Linked DNA regions of Mus musculus: regions 1 and 2 are each linked to region 3. A link is a contact called in public promoter capture Hi-C data. All regions are on one chromosome and are shown on one strand. The core of a region is the stretch at or near the end of the contact, and the rest is flanking DNA. Distances in the headings are between cores, read along the strand shown.

The links. Promoter capture Hi-C pulls out the DNA fragments that hold promoters and counts their contacts.
Region 1: a promoter capture Hi-C map of second pharyngeal arch cranial neural crest shows a contact between it and region 3, with 2.4 times the contacts expected there. The contact joins the enhancer-like site here to the promoter of Pygl in region 3. A contact is called at or near these places in 9 of 39 promoter capture datasets (the 3T3-L1 cell line, 3T3-L1-derived adipocytes, cranial neural crest and 5 more), 1 of 484 Hi-C or Micro-C datasets (the N1E-115 cell line), 3 of 115 datasets of contacts at active chromatin or transcription factors (astrocytes, craniofacial prominence and embryonic hindbrain) and 1 of 9 other capture datasets (adipose tissue).
Region 2: a contact with region 3 is called in a promoter capture Hi-C map of embryonic stem cells, with 2.2 times the contacts expected there. The contact joins the promoter of 4930512B01Rik here to the promoter of Pygl in region 3. A contact is called at or near these places in 3 of 39 promoter capture datasets (the 3T3-L1 cell line, embryonic stem cells and stem cell-derived epiblast-like cells) and 2 of 115 datasets of contacts at active chromatin or transcription factors (craniofacial prominence and embryonic hindbrain).

The regions. Positions count from the first base shown.
Region 1 is chr12:69,904,325-69,909,347 of GRCm38.p6, forward strand. Atl1 (atlastin GTPase 1) reads left to right here. Exons shown (of 15, transcript NM_178628.5): 2 at 3,481-3,668. The coding sequence starts at 3,635. Among named protein-coding and RNA genes, the nearest start is that of Map4k5, 14 kb to the left of the region's middle. Within about 2 kb of position 3,772, at least 137 of the 459 cell types and tissues checked have an H3K27ac peak or open chromatin away from gene starts, as enhancers often do. A contact at or near this core is called in the N1E-115 cell line, craniofacial prominence, hippocampal neurons and 1 more, where this site is marked.
Region 2 is chr12:69,787,474-69,792,399 of GRCm38.p6, forward strand. It overlaps 4930512B01Rik (RIKEN cDNA 4930512B01 gene), which reads left to right and starts at 2,871. Exons shown (of 8, transcript NR_033573.1): 1 at 2,871-2,978. Cdkl1 (cyclin-dependent kinase-like 1 (CDC2-related kinase)) reads right to left here and starts at 3,234. Exons shown (of 10, transcript NM_183294.2): 1 at 3,170-3,234; 2 at 2,514-2,791. The coding sequence starts at 2,681.
Region 3 is chr12:70,224,982-70,229,849 of GRCm38.p6, forward strand. It overlaps Pygl (liver glycogen phosphorylase), which reads right to left and starts at 2,702. Exons shown (of 20, transcript NM_133198.2): 1 at 2,360-2,702. The coding sequence starts at 2,602. It overlaps F730035M05Rik (RIKEN cDNA F730035M05 gene), which reads left to right and starts at 2,860. Exons shown (of 5, transcript NR_045174.1): 1 at 2,860-3,397. Gm38467 (a long non-coding RNA gene) reads right to left here. Exons shown (of 3, transcript XR_381644.4): 3 at 4,371-4,672.

The sequences.
Region 1 (5,023 bases), core at 2,522-5,021, 320 kb before region 3:
TAGAAGGAGAATTGCTGAGCCACACAGTAATCCTGTATTAGTTTGAGGACTACCACACTTCTTCCTCATGCTGCTGTAGCATGTCATGTTTCACCTGTAGAGTGTGAAGGTGTCCATTTCCCTACATATTCATCAGTGCTTTCTGTGGTTGCTTTTGCTCAGAGTCATTGCAGACGTGACATGGTAACAATCAGCCTTGGTTTGCATTTCTCTAGGAACTAAAGATGTCCTACTGGCCATTGCATGTGCTCACTTGGGACAAACAAAATCTTTGGGAACTTTTGGCTACTTAAAATTTCAGATTATTTGTGTTTTTATTATGTTATACTAATACCTTAGATTATACTTGAGTGTCTCAGAGTTCATTCTATCCTCCCTCTCCTATATCTTAGGTATCTCTATCTCTATCTCTGTCATTATCTGTTTATATCTCTTTAATCCTCGTACCTACATAATTTCTAACCCATGGATGCTAAGCAATACAAAACTAACTAAACACCACCAAAAGAATACAGTTCCATTTAGTTCCTGTTGTTATAATTTTTATTTATTTTTTAAGGCATTCGCTATGTAGTTCACTTTGGCCCTGAGTTTATTTATTTAAAATTGGCCTTGGACTTGAAATACTCATTTTCAGTTTCCCAAGTGATTTGTTAAGTTCACTGTTATTTTATTGTTTAATTCCAGTACTCTGGAGGTAGAGAAAGAGGCCAGGGTGGTGTACATAATGAGTTCTGGACCAACCAAGATTGCACAATGAGACTCTATCTCAAACTATAATACAATAAAGTAAAATAAATTTAAGCATGGCTGTAGCACATACTTATAATGGATTACTCAGGAGTTGGAATCAGGAAAATCCGGGATTGAGTCCAACCTGGGCTGTGAGGCAATATTTTGTTATAGATAAACAATTCCTTCTGGAATATGCCTATAGAAAGAAGCAAGGAACAGCGGCACTCCAGCAGCTGTGAGTACAACCTGAGAGGAGCCAGAGCTGCCTGGAGAGATGCCTCATTCCAGCTCTGAGGTGGGGAAACAGGAGGGAACCCTGAAATATTTCCTTGTGCCAGAAAACAAGGAAGTGCCTAAAATAAATTAGGTAAATGTTAATTTAAAAATACAGGAGCAGACTCAGAGAGGAGCCTTTTGGCTAAATCTAGGGAATTTTGAATATTAAAGAGCAGGAGAACTGAAGAGATGTCTCAGTGGAGAAGAGCACTGGTTGTGTAAGTAGGACAGCCTGAGTTCAGATCTCTAGTACCCGTGGAAAAGCCACAGAACGCTGGCACCTATAACCCCAGTGCTAGCTAGGGAAGAGACAGAGGAGCTCGGGGCTTTGCTAACAGCCAGCCTGGCCTAATTGGTGAGCTCCAGGTTTAATGATAGACTTCGTCACAATACAACAAGACACTGAGTGATAGAAAATTACACTAGACATCCTCCTCTGACCTCTACAAACAGAAACATCTGCGCGCACGCGCGCACGTGTACACACACACACTTTAAAAATATGGGTGGCATTGAACAATCTTTTAAAGAGTTCATGTATCTGCAGTCATTTTTCTGTTGCTGTGCTAAATACGTGACTATGCTGGTTCATTTTATGTCAACTTGACACAAGCTAGAGTTAACTCAGAGGAGGGAGCCTTGATGGAGAAAAATGCCTCCATTAGATCTGGCTAGAGGGTATTTTCTTAATTAATGATGGATAGGGGAGGACCCAGCCCATTTTCAGTGGTTCTATCCTTGATCCTGGGTTCTAAAGAATGTAAGCTGGGCAAGCCAGTAAGCTCACCCCTCCATGGCTTCTACATCAGATCCCACCTCCAGGTTCCTGCCCTGTTTGAGGTCCTCTTCTGGCTTTCTTCAATAATGAACAGGAGTATGGAAGTCTAGCCAAATAAACACTCCCCAACTTGCTTTTTGGTTGTGATGTTTCTTTCTAGCAATAGAAGCCCAAACTAAGACAATGGCCAAGGCAACTTAGGGGAGAAAGGATTTATTTGGGGCTTCAGTTCTAGAGGGAGGAGTCTGTTACTGTCTAGACTGGGAAGCACGGTATCAGGTAGGCAGCAGGCTAGGAACAGTTAAGAGCTCACATCTTTAGTTGCAAGCAGCAAGCAAGTTCTCAAAACCTGCCCGCACTGACATACTTCCTCCAACAAGATCATACCTGCTGGAACAGTGCCACCAACTGAAGACCAAGTGTTCAAATGTCTAAGACTATTGAGAGAGCTCTCATCCAAACCATCTTAGGAATGCTCAACATATATAAGGTGTGTGTGTGTGTGTGTGTGTGTGTGTGTGTGTGTGTGTGTGTGTATGTGTGTGTGTGTGGGGGGGAGAGAGAGAGAGAGAGAAAGAAGAGACTAACTGTAAAATGTAAAGAAATTATAGAATTGTTTTTAAAATTCCATTTAAAATAATATAAAAGTAATTCAGACAAGGATACCAGGATGTACTGAAGTCATTAGATGAAAAATCCTTAGGCAACAGTTGAAGACTCACTGTATACATAGTTATTTCCTAAACTGTTTTTGTAATGCCCAGTCTCATAGTATTTACCCATAGATGGCTTCACTGAAAAGGGGATATGGGCTTACAAAAGTGAGGAGTTGCTTATAACGTATTCTGCTTAAGTGGAGACCATGGATCTAGTCCTTAGGAGGCTGGTGGTGTGTGAGGAGATAAATGGGGGTGGAAATATCCAATGGTCAAAGAGCAGGAAGTGATGGTGTCTGTAGGATGCTGACCACACCAGAAGTATGGGTAGAGAGGCAGAAACACCAAAAAAAAAAAAAAAAAAAAAAAAAAAAGAAAAAGAGGAAGGGTATTTTTAAAAAGTGTTTGTTGCATTGTGCTTTTCCTTCATATTTGCCTGCAACCTTTATGGCTGCCAAGGCACCCTGTACCACCCATATGGAGCCTGATTTTAGTGTTTGTGTGTGTGTGTGTGTGTGTGTGTGTGTGTGTGTAAAATCTTCAGACAGTCTTTGCAACTTTGGGGTACATGTTGCAATTAGACATTGAGCCAGTTACAAATTACAGTGAACCTCTAGCATACTTTGATCTAAATTAGCTTAATTTTAACATCTAGTCTTGCTCAGCATACATATACAGCAATGCAAAGTATCCTCTTTTTAAAGTATGTCGTTACTTAACAAATGACGCCCTGAGGAGAATGCAGAGCACTTTAATTTGTCCAAATGTTGCTAGCATGTATTGGAACAGCCAGAATAATGGTGGTTTGTGTATTTCTGTCGCTAGATAATACTTTTAAATTCTGTGAAAATGTACAGGGGTGATGTTTATTTTTGTGTGTTTTCTGTTGAAAACAATGCAGTATATAGTCTGTCACTGTCTTCACAGTCTGGGGGTGGGCCAAGGTACAGAGGGTGTGACGCTGGTATTTGTGTGAACTCCAGCTGGTGATGCTGAGCTCCGTTCATCAGCTTTCCCCTCCCTTTTCTTCCCCAGTCCTTCCCACCAGCGCCACAGCAACATCCTCAGAATCTGAGCGAACTGCGCCCAGAACGGGCACAGAGCCTCTTAACTGCCAGAAACCTGCGGGGCCCTGGAGAAGACCGCAAGAGCAGTGACAGCGCCTCGCCACACCAGCCCACAGACCGCCATGGCTAAGAGCCGCAGGGACAGAAACAGTTGGGGTGAGTAGCAATCGGTAACTTGTGCAGCCTACACAGGGTCTGGCCCTGTGTTTTCTGCTGCTGGGTTCCAGCCTCTGCGACCAAAGACTGCTCACTGCTCCAAGGAATCGCGCTGTCACCAGTGCCGAGCCTGGTGCAGGCCAGGCCTGCAGCTCCTTCCCCATCCTGCACCGCCTCCTCCCAGCATTTGGACAGCACCCGCCCCGTTGCTCCCGGGACTCTGGGCTCCGCCCTAGAGATAGGTTGAAAGGGGGGCGCAGAAGGTGGTCTAGAGCTGTGGTTGCTGGCAAAGAGGGGAACAGGGTCAATCTGGAGCAAGCGGAGCCCCAGCCAGCTTTCTGAGACAAGGGCTTACTCGGATGCTGGCGGGCTCTGGGAGGACGGTGGAACAATGAGGTGGAGCGTGCGAGCTAGGACACTGCGCTGCAGAAGCATCTCAGCAGCCTGGGAGATGGGGTACCCTCCTGAGAGTCTCCAGCACTGTACACTTACCTCAGTTTGGGGTTAGTGGAGGGATGGGGAAGAAAGCGAGCAGAGTTGGGGTTTCTAGCCTGTTGGCTGACATGGACCTTTCGCCTAATTCAGACTAGCCTGGCTTTGTTCTTCGATTTTTACCTTGTAGAGATACTGGGTTCATGATTCAGCACCGGGCCTAGGGAAGGGCTGGGCCTAGTGGGTTCACGCGCGAGTGGGTGGGCGGTGCTCACGCAGGCAGAGAGGAGAAGAGCGCAGCGATGCGGGAGAAACCGCGCCCCGCCCGCTCTGCTGTTCCTGACCAGATCTGGAGGAGTGTGGGCAGGCTGGGCGGCCTTGTAGGTTGGGCTCCAGATTTCTTGCAGGCACAATGCTTAGCTCGTCAACATCCTAACTAAAGCCCTATAAGCTAATTTTATGATCGGAACCAATGTGGATCTCAAACCAAAGACAGGTGGTGCATAAGAGAAACATTGTGTTCAAGTGGTTTGGCTTTGTTATTGTTTTGAAAGTTCATGCCCACTAGGGGAGTTCAGTGCTCCTTGGTTCTCTGATTCTGAGTTCTATTTCTGTCATCTTACTAAGAGGATAGTCGTACCTTCTAGCCAGTTACTTGTTTTCCTTTGTTAAAAGATTATAATGCCTCCTTGCCGTGCATTGATGCGGCGGCCACAAGATCGTCCTGTTCTGCGGGCAAGGATTACATTTGAGACATTACATTCTAGATCAGTGGTTGCTGTGGAGAGGTGGGGCAGGCAGGCAACAGTCAAACGCAATTTCATTTTCAAGATCATCAACCCTGGATTTCAATATTGCAGATACCGTCTTTGCTTCCTTTGAAAGCTTGGGTGAAGGTTCTCCTGTCCCTTTGCATCTTGTTC
Region 2 (4,926 bases), core at 1,621-4,120, 440 kb before region 3:
AGGCAGATGCAGGGAGATATGTGAGTTCAAGGCCAGCATGACTTGCAAAGGGAGCTCCAGGAGAGCAGGGGCTATACAGAGAAACCCTGTCTCAAAAAAACCAAAGCCTCTTCCTCCACTTCCTCCTCCTCCTTTTCTTCCTCTACCTCCTCCTCCTCTTGGCTATCTATCCTTTTCAGAAGAAAAACAGATAATTTAGCATGATGATCAAAGTCCCCCTTCCTACCTCAGCAGCCGTTCTTTGGCTTCTGGAAGGGGCTGTCTGGGTCAGCCCTCACCTGTCTGGCCTGTGGCCACTGAGCATCCTTTGTCCTTTGCTTTGAGGTCTCACTCTGAGTGTTTCTCTTCATCTGGGATCATGCTTCTCACTGTGCATCCAATAACCCTCCCTAGGAGCTCCCCTAGTTGCAGGGGGCCCTGTAGTGTCGACCTGCGTTTCCCACCGAGATTAGTCTCCCTTTCCCCTAGAACCACAGAGCTTCACCTCAAGGTCCAGCTCAGCCCACCGCAAACACAGCTGCTTTATCTCAGTCTCGCTCAAACGTCGAAATCCGCTTCTAACTTGCTCTCTTTAATCAACGGCACCAGAAGAGCTCTTGCCAGCCCCCCCTGGGACCCAATGTCAGTGACACAGGCTCTGCTCATTAGAGTCTCAGTACACCAGAAGTGAAAAGGGTGGTAGTAGGTAGATTTCACTCCACCTACTTCCCAAGAGCTGAGCTTGTGAAACATCTTTGCACAACACTCTTTTAAGGTACAGTTAGGCTCAGTAAGAATTATTGGATCAATGAAGAAAATATGACTTCATTTAACAAATCCTCAATTCACTTAGGTATCATATATTCACCGAGTACATACTGGATATTAGGAATATCATATAATTTTGAAGAGTTGGAGCTAAAGAGACATAAAACCAGTAATCTCCCACCACCTTACTCAGACTAGAGGAGAAACATTGAGCACCTGGTGTAGAGGGTGGGGGCTTCCTGCTTTCACACGCTCTGTGGTGTTCACCACACACCTCACATTGTTATTTATTTAGGTAGGTGAACACACAGTTGCTACACAGCACTGTGGGGTCAGAGGTCAACCTGGGGGCCTTGATTCTCACTCAGTTAGCATTGACTTGGAAGGAGAAACTCGGGGAGCTACACCTGGAAACACAGTGATAATAAAATGTGCTGAGATACACGTACCTGTGCTGGGAGGTCGGAGAGGACATTCTCTGAGCCAAAGAGAACAGCCACCGTGCTCCTGGGAACACTAATTTTGGTGGATGGAACACATAAGTGTTACTGTGTACCATGGAGGTCAGAGGACAACTTGGGGGAATCGATTCTCTCCTATCATGTAGGACCAAGGGATCAAATTGAGGCTATCAGTTTGGTGGTGAGCACATTTATGCACTGAGCCATCTTTCTAGCCTATTATTATTATTATTATTATTACTATTATTATTGAGTAAATCAACCCATTGAAGACTGGGAATGTGCCTCGGTGAGAGAAGGTTTTGTTAATTTGATAAAGTCTCTGGGTTCAATCCTTAACACCACAAAGTAGTAATAATATTGACAATGATGATGCTAAATAAAGAGTAAGGCAGCTATCAGCTTCTACTGAGAAAGTGGACATGGTCAGTGGCTCACGAGAGCAGAGTGCAACACTGGCTGTGTGGAGGAGAGTAGGCAGAGGACCCCAGCTGGGAACCGGCACAAACATTTGAGTTCACCCCTTCTGAGAGCATCATCCACTCATACACTTGGCCAGGGTCTGGACAGAACACCGAGGCCACACTTTCTGAAGCACAGTTGATTCCCCATGGGAGCCATCCATGGCCTGCCTCATCCTGCAGTAGCAGCTGCATTGCCTCTGAGAAATTCAGAGAAGCCTCTTTCCAGAATAAGAGGGAACACACTTTTGTCTTGTAATGAACACCTTTGTCCAAGGACCTAAGCTTAGATTCCAACACTCACAATAAATGCTGCCCGAGGGCAGCTGTCCACCTGCAATCCCAGTACTAGATCCTGGAGAGCACTGGCTAGCAATCCTAGTGAGACACTGTATCCATATACAAGGGGGAAAATGGTTGAAGAAGATGGCTAGTGTTAACCTTTGGCTTCCAAATGCCACACACACACACACACACACACACACACACACACACACATTTATGCGCGCACACATGAACACACATATACAGATGCATATATAGCCCAAGAAAACAGGACAATGGGTTAAAAATACAAAATGAAAACAAGCTGGAAGCTCAAAACTCAAAAACTCTAGCAAAGTCGAGTTGTTTTAAATTCTGCTTCTTAGAGACCCGTGAAAAGACTGTCTGCAGTTGACGCCAAGAGAGCCCCACACCTCTCCTGTCCACCTTCTTACTCTTACATAATCCGTTCTCTGCGCACAGACTCTGATTTGTGCCATTGAAGACAAAGGCTGTGTGGGAAGAGGGCAGAGCCTCAGCCCAGAGCATCTATCTAGCACAGAAAAAGCAAATTAGCTACCTTGAGCATGCGGATTTCTCGAAGGGCGATTTTCTTTATGACAGGGTCATCTTCGGTTTCCAGAAACCTCTTGATGGCCACGATCTGACCCGTGTCCCTGTTTCTGCACTTGAACACTACCCCATAGGAGCCTTCTCCAATCTTTCCAATTTTTTCATATTTTTCCATTACAGAGGAGGAGCAAGTCTTCTTGAGAACGGATTTTCATATAGTTTTTAAAGGTCGTTTATGAACTGACCTCTCTCGAGCCTCATCAAGTAAGGGCTGTCGTCCGCGATCTAGAGAAAACAAGGCGCGAGTTAAAGAATAAGGATCAGCCAGGTGTGGACTCCACCCCCACCCAGCAATGACATCGCGGTCAAGGCTGGGAGTCTACAGGTGGCTGCCATGGGTGACCTAATTTCAGTTGTCTGTTTCATTCCCTCGAGCTAAAGATGTAGCCAGCATCCAAAAACGAGCCGAGCTGTAAGATAATCTATCTTTTTAACGTTATGGTTCATACGATCTAAGACACTTGAGCTGGCTGGAGCACCAGGAAGGCGAAGGGCTTCCCCGGTTCTAGTTTCGGGTCTCAATTCCCTCCGGAAGAGGACACCGGCTGGGCAACCGGGCCCGTGGGGACTGCGGGAACTGCAGGGACTGTGGGGACCTCCCACCCTGACTCCTGAGGCGCCTCTCGGCCCAGCTCTAGCACAGCAGCCTGCAGCTCGGCTGGGTGACTGCTGCGATCCCCATGGGAACCGCGCCGGTTGGGCGGGGCCGCCCTCCGCCCTGCTGTACCCGCAGCCACTTGGCCGGGTCCCTGACCCCGCGCTGCAGGTCCAGAGGGTTTAAATCGTGGAAATCACAGCATGGAGAGTTTGCAGGGAGAACGCCTGCTCCCAGGCTGTCCTAGCAGCCTGCTCGGGCTAGGGTGACCAGGTCCATACCTTATTACGTCCACTCCTTGGTGTCCGTTCCTCGCCTGTGAACCCCGGAGGACAGCAATTGCTCGGTGCTGCAGCTTCGAAAAATGAATGAGAGAGAGTGAGGCAATAGAGGGAGGCAGGATGGCCTTCCCTCCCATGTAGTGGGGTCTTGGCGGTGCAGAGCCTGCTTTGATTGCCTTGACTCTTTCCCCAATCACCTTCTTATTGAACCTGTTTCAGTACAGTGACAGTGGCAGTTGATGGATGCAGGAAATCTTGAAATAAGGATCGCACAGACAGCCTCTACATTTTGTCAGCCCTTCCATCCCCTATGCTAGGCGCCGAGGTGCTTGTGTGCTGGCGGCAGGGCTACAGCAGAGAAAACGCACGATGTGAAACCTGGCCAACCCGGGGCAAGGAACGTGCGATGCAAATGTACACAGAGCTCAAGAGGAAGCTGGGTCTGGGCATACCGAGCGTGACGGCTGCCTGGCAAAGGGTAGAGGTATAATGAGTTACTAGAATAGACTCGTGGTGGTCTGGGACCCTCCCCAGAAATCATGTGCAAATGTGAATGCCTACTCTTTTTGACTTTTGTCTTCTCGATAGCTTTGCCTTGCCCAGAATATCGCGTACATGGAAACATACAGTGCACAGCTTTTATTGAGTCAGATTCTCACTTCACAGAATACATCTGAGAGCCACACACATCTTGCATTTAGCAGCAGTGTCTTCCTGTTTATTGCCGGGTAGCGTTCTGTTGTATGAACGTACTGACTGGTATTTATTTGTTTATTCAATCCTGGTTGAAGGATATTTGGATTGTTTCCAGTGTGGGGTGATTATACATGAAGCCGCTATAGACGCCGTGCATGGTGCTTTCTGTGAAGCCAGGTCTTCATTTTTCTTGGGGAAATCCTTAGCGGGAGACCTCTGCACATTGAGCTTATCTTTTCCATTTTACCTTCCCACCTGCAATGTCCCCAGTGCCCGGCATCCTTGCGGTCCTTTTGGCTTTAACTATTTTTTAAAAATATTTATTTATCTATTATTACATGTAAGTACACTGTAGCTGTCTTCAGACACTCCAGAAGAGGGCGTCAGGTCTCATTACGGATGGTTGTGAGCTACCATGTGGTTGCTGGGATTTGAACTCAGGACCTATGGAAGAGCAGTCAGCTCTCTTAACTGCTGAGCCATCTCACCAGCGGATTTAGCTATTAAAATAGATGGTTAATGGCTTCTAATGGTTTTAATATGAATTTGACTTTTAACCTTCCCTATAGATGTGTTCTCGCTTCAGGATTCTAAGAGACTTATGGAAATTTTTTGGCGCCAACACCTCTCTCTTCCCCAGTGGGCTGCAGTTCTCACTTGGGACATGGCAAAAGGCAGAAGGACAAACAAACAAACAAACAAAACCCCTCTAGTTGATTGAATTAAGTACAAGATGGCGATCTTATTACTAATTTCCATACTTGGGTGGAGCTCAGGACCCTGTGCTC
Region 3 (4,868 bases), core at 1,452-3,951:
GCAGCGGGCGAGAGCTGGAAATGGGTAAGTAGGAGAGGAGGATGGGAAGGCGGATGCAGGCAGGTAATGGCTGAGAGGATGGAAGGGCAGGTTCACCTGGAAGATGACTTCAGCATGCTTAAGGACTATGCCAGGGTCTGCAGCCAACCTTAACAGAGTCAAGAGTCAAGATGTGTTGTTTTAGGAAGCTCAGCTGGACCCAGGCCTGGACTGCAATGGGACTACAGATGCAGTGCCTTTGGGAGCTGACAGAGAAGATGAAGATGTAACTGAAGTTACAGCTGGAAGCACGAAAGCATGCCGAACTGTAACCCAAAGCCACTGAATTTGACGACACAGAGGCTAGCCCAAAGCCATGAAACATAACTACCCAGAGGAGGACCTCTGGCAAAGAGGTGTATGCCTGTTAGCCATGGTAAGCCTCTGGCTGCTGGCTTACACTTCCAGGGAAGTGAGGTCATGGCTGAGAATCCCTTACAACAGACCTGTAGGCCCTCTCAGCTACGCAGAGGCTGGAAGAGAGTGGGAAGTTTGATGGGCAGTGCAGAAATTTGAAAGGGGAATATAAAAGAAAGTCAAAAGCTAAGACCAAGTTTTGGGCTGTAGCGACTGTCATGGTGGTGACACGGAGTCATTAAATTAAAAAAACACAGAGGGCAGGTCAGGATTTGAAGGAACGTGACTTGAGTTTCTGTGTGCTGAGTTTGAGGGGACAGGACGAGGCTTCAGTATCATTAAACCTTTGGCATGCTTCCACAGGGACTGGGCTAGGGAACAGGACTTGGTGACTTGTGGGCACACCAGGGAGCAAGGCTGGGGAAGGAGCTTGGGCACACCTCCTGGTTTTACCCAAGTTCTCTTCGAGGACTGTAACTGTCCAGTTTCCACAGAGACCATCATGCAGCAAACACTACGATCCTGCATGAAGTCAATTTTTAAGAACTTCCAAGCTCTTCTAAGAAGAGTTATGCAACATGTTTGCTGCTACTCTGCCCTTGTATAGGAAGGAAGAGTCAGGAGAAAAACTAACCATTGAACCAGGAAGATTACCCGTGGAGCAGAAACAACCTATCTCTCTGTGCTGGGATGCTAAATGCTACAGAGTAGCGGTTGCGTTTGTGTGTTTCCAAAATGTTGCTCCAACTCAGGCAAGTCCTGTACCACCTCTAAAAAATTCTAACTCAAGGTGCAGCTTGTTGTACGGATAAAAAGACACAGTCATGAATGTGGACCTGAAGTCTTTTCTAAGCAAAGGTTTAGAGTTGGAAGGATACAAATTAGCAGTTGTCCTGTTTGGGTAGCAGTCTGCTAGGCTCTTAGAACCACAGTATCTTACTATAGGAGTTTATCCCTCAGTCTTGGAAATTTCCTATAGTTCTCAGGCACAAATGGTAGAGATAGATTTTCTCGATGTTCTTATGTATTTAGAAACGCCTAAGTAGTAAGTATGTATCCGCATTTCCCATTGCCACCAGGGTCTGCTGTTCATCTTTTCCAACTTAACTCCAAAGCCAGTTTTTCCAGCTTTCTCTTCCAAAACATTCACCACACCATCCCCCATAAGGCTGCTGCCGCCTTGCACTCTCCCTGTCCGCTCCTCCCCAACCTTTCACATTAGCTCTGGTTCTCTTCCAAGACTGGTCATGATGGGGTGGTGTTCCTCCACATGTCCACCACCCCAGAGACTCCGCATTCTGGCCCTTGGTAGAAATAGGAGCTGGTTGCCTAAATGTGGTGTCCCCCACATCTCTGGGGCCTCCACAAGGCTTCTGGAAGGGAGAAGGGTGTTTTTACAGGGATAGCTTCAGGTGAGTCTCTTGGCAAGGCCCATCAGGCAGTCAGCACAAAGTTCAGGAACTGCAGTCTCCACTCGGTCTGGGCCCTGGGCCGGGACCTCCCCCATCTTTGTTGCACAGCTAAGCTAGGCAGCCCTGAGGCCTGGGCAGGGTCACTATTAGAGGAACTCTAAACTTCCCTCTCCTTTCCTTAAACACTAAGCTTGACCCTCTAAGGCTAGGCTTTTGTATGTTTTTGTTTTCTGTGCCCCTTCCCGGCCCCCTGGACCTGAGCGGATTGTCAGGGCCCCCGGAACCTGGACGGATCACATAGGAGGCGCAGGATCCCCCTTGGTTAAGTGCTGAGCAAACTCCATAGTTTGCTTAGTTCGCCAGAGAGGGAAGCGTGGGCTCTTGCCACCAGCTGGTCTCCGGATCTCACACCACAGTGGAGCCCTGAGGATGGCACACCGCTGTGGGGGAGGTGGAAGGGATGGCCGAGCCTATGTCCTGCTGCTGGCCTAGACTTCGAGACCAGGACAGGGAGTGGAGGGGAGGGGGGACAAACGCCCTTCGCCTGGTACCTTGGGACACTTGTCGTAGTAGTGCTGCTGTGTACGGATCCAGCGCCCCACCAGGTGGTCGCGCACTGTGTGCGCAAGGGCGAAGTAGTAGTCGCGGGGGGTGGCCACATTGCGGTCCTTGACCAGAGTGAAGTGCAGGTGACGGTTGAAACCCTTTTTCAGCTCGGCCACATTCTCTACGCCCACGATGCCTCGGATGCTGATCTGCCGTCGCTTCTCCTGGTCGGTCAGGGGCTTTGCCATGGTTGCGGGCGGAGGGAGCACAGAACGGTCTCCGGGCTGCAGGACTGGCCTCCTCCCTTCCTTACTTGCTGCTTTTGAGACGCTGGGGAGTTGGGGATCCGCCCCTCTCCGGGTTCCCGCCCACCCGTGGCTCCCAGAGTGACGCCCCCCCAGGGGGGCGTGGGAGCCCCAGGGCGGTGCTGCGGCTGCGGGCACCGCCCCTCGGCCGCTCCCAGAACGTCCAGGTCACGTAGTGCGCAAAGGCTCTGACCGCGTCTCTCGGTGTGGAAGGAGGCCTCGGCTGGCTCGCTTGTTGAGTTCCCAGTAAAGCCATTGCCTCTTCTCAGTGGGTTCCACGGTTGCTTCCCAGGGTGACATTGTAGGGTCAGTGTGATTTAACCCTGATTGCCCCGGTCTTGCTTCCCAGTTTTTAGGCATAGTACTATCCTGGGTTCTAAGGGGGCCTTGGTTGGTTGGTTTATTTATTTTTTTTCTGAGGACGCAGGACTGGGGTTTCTTGACTCCTAGGCCCAGGCTGGACTAACCCACAGTAGTTGGCCACAGTTGGTGTAAAAGTCAAGGGGTCTGTTGAGAAAGCTTTAGTCTCAGTGGGGGACAAGACTTCGTTCGATTTGAGACCCCTTGTTTGCACTGCTCTTTGACCAAATGAGGCATAAGGATAAGAGGGCGTGGGGGAAGGGGAGGGAGGGAGAAGGAGAGAGCACTCCAGGAACCAGTTGTCCCGTGTTCAGGAGACATACTGGTGTGTGATCTTTATACCAGATCCGAATGTGATGGTGTTTAAACTTTGGAAAGGTAAACATGAGGCATTTTAAGATGTCAATTTTTTTTTTCTCAAAATGTATGTACTGTACGCGTGTGTCCTCAAATGTGCACACAGACACGTAGTGGTCCAGGGTTGGTTCTCTCCTCTCGTGATGGTTGCTGGGATCGATCCAGAGCGGTCAAGCTTGGCAGCAGATGCCTTTACCTGCTGAGCCATCTAGAGGGTCCGTGTCAGCCTACCTGCCTGCCTTCTTTCCTTCCTGTCTATCACTCCTTTCCTTCTTTCTTTTCTTTCTTTTTTTCTTTCTAAACAAAGCTAACTATTAGAGGCCAGAGAAGGAGTTTGGTTACTTAATTCATATAAACCAGCTATTACCCTAAAAGTGAAAGTTTTACTGTCACAGATCTAACTGCGGTTTCAGATCCTGGTCCTTCCAGCTTCCAGGGTTTTGGCTCCAGCCTTTGGGGCAGATGAAAACTAAGTGGCTTCATGCAATGGCTTTGAGGACAGCATGGTCCTATGAGACAGGGTAAGGGTTGGATTTGATTGAGCCAGAGATACCCAGAGCTGAGAGTGAGTGCAGAGTTTGGTCAGAATGCTTGACTTAAAGCTAAGAGGCTGTGAGCATCCACTTCTGTATTTGCCAGGTATTGGCATAGCCTCACAAGAGATAGCGATATCAGGGTCCTGTCAGCAAAATCTCATCTATTGGGTGGAACACAGGACCCCTAAAGAAGGAGCTAGAGAAAGTACCCAAGGAGCTAAAGGGGTCTGCAACCCTATAGGAGGATCAACAATATGAACTAACCAGTACCCCCCAGAGCTGTGTCTCTAGTTGCATATGTAGCAGAGGATAGCCTAGTCAGCCATCAATGAGAGGAGAGGCCCTTGGTCTTGCGAAGATCATATGCCCCAGTACAGAAGAATGCCAGGGCCAGGAAGTGGGAGTGGGTGGGTTGGGGAGCAGGGCAGGTTGGGGGGAGAGTATAGGGGACTTTCGGGATAGCATTTGAAATGTAAATGAAGAAAACATCTAATAAAAAAATAAAACTAAGAGGCAAATGATGAAGTGGGAAGGAAATCCCAGTGAGCAGGTCCTTTGGCAGATTGCAAAACCTAGCTTTTTTTTCTTTTTAATTTTTTTAAAGTTATCATTTTTGAATTCTGTGGTAATGAGTCTTCATTGTGAACTTGACTGGAGTTGGAATAATGGAGTACCAGGCATGCCTCTGGGTAGTGATGGTGTTTTCAGAGATGAGGAAGGAAGACAGATGTTGAAGGTGGTTGGTGCCATTGGCACCGTCCTGTGGGAAAGGGTTCTGGAATGAGTAAAACAGGAGAAAGCAACAGTGCTCGCCCCTCTATGCTTCCTGACTGTGGTGCAACGTGGCCAGCCCCTCGTGCTGCCACCACCATGACTGCCCTGTTGTCATGGACGGTATCTAAACTGTTCAAACTTTGGAAGATTCCAAAGGCAAAGGCAATTTTCCAGTTTTGCTA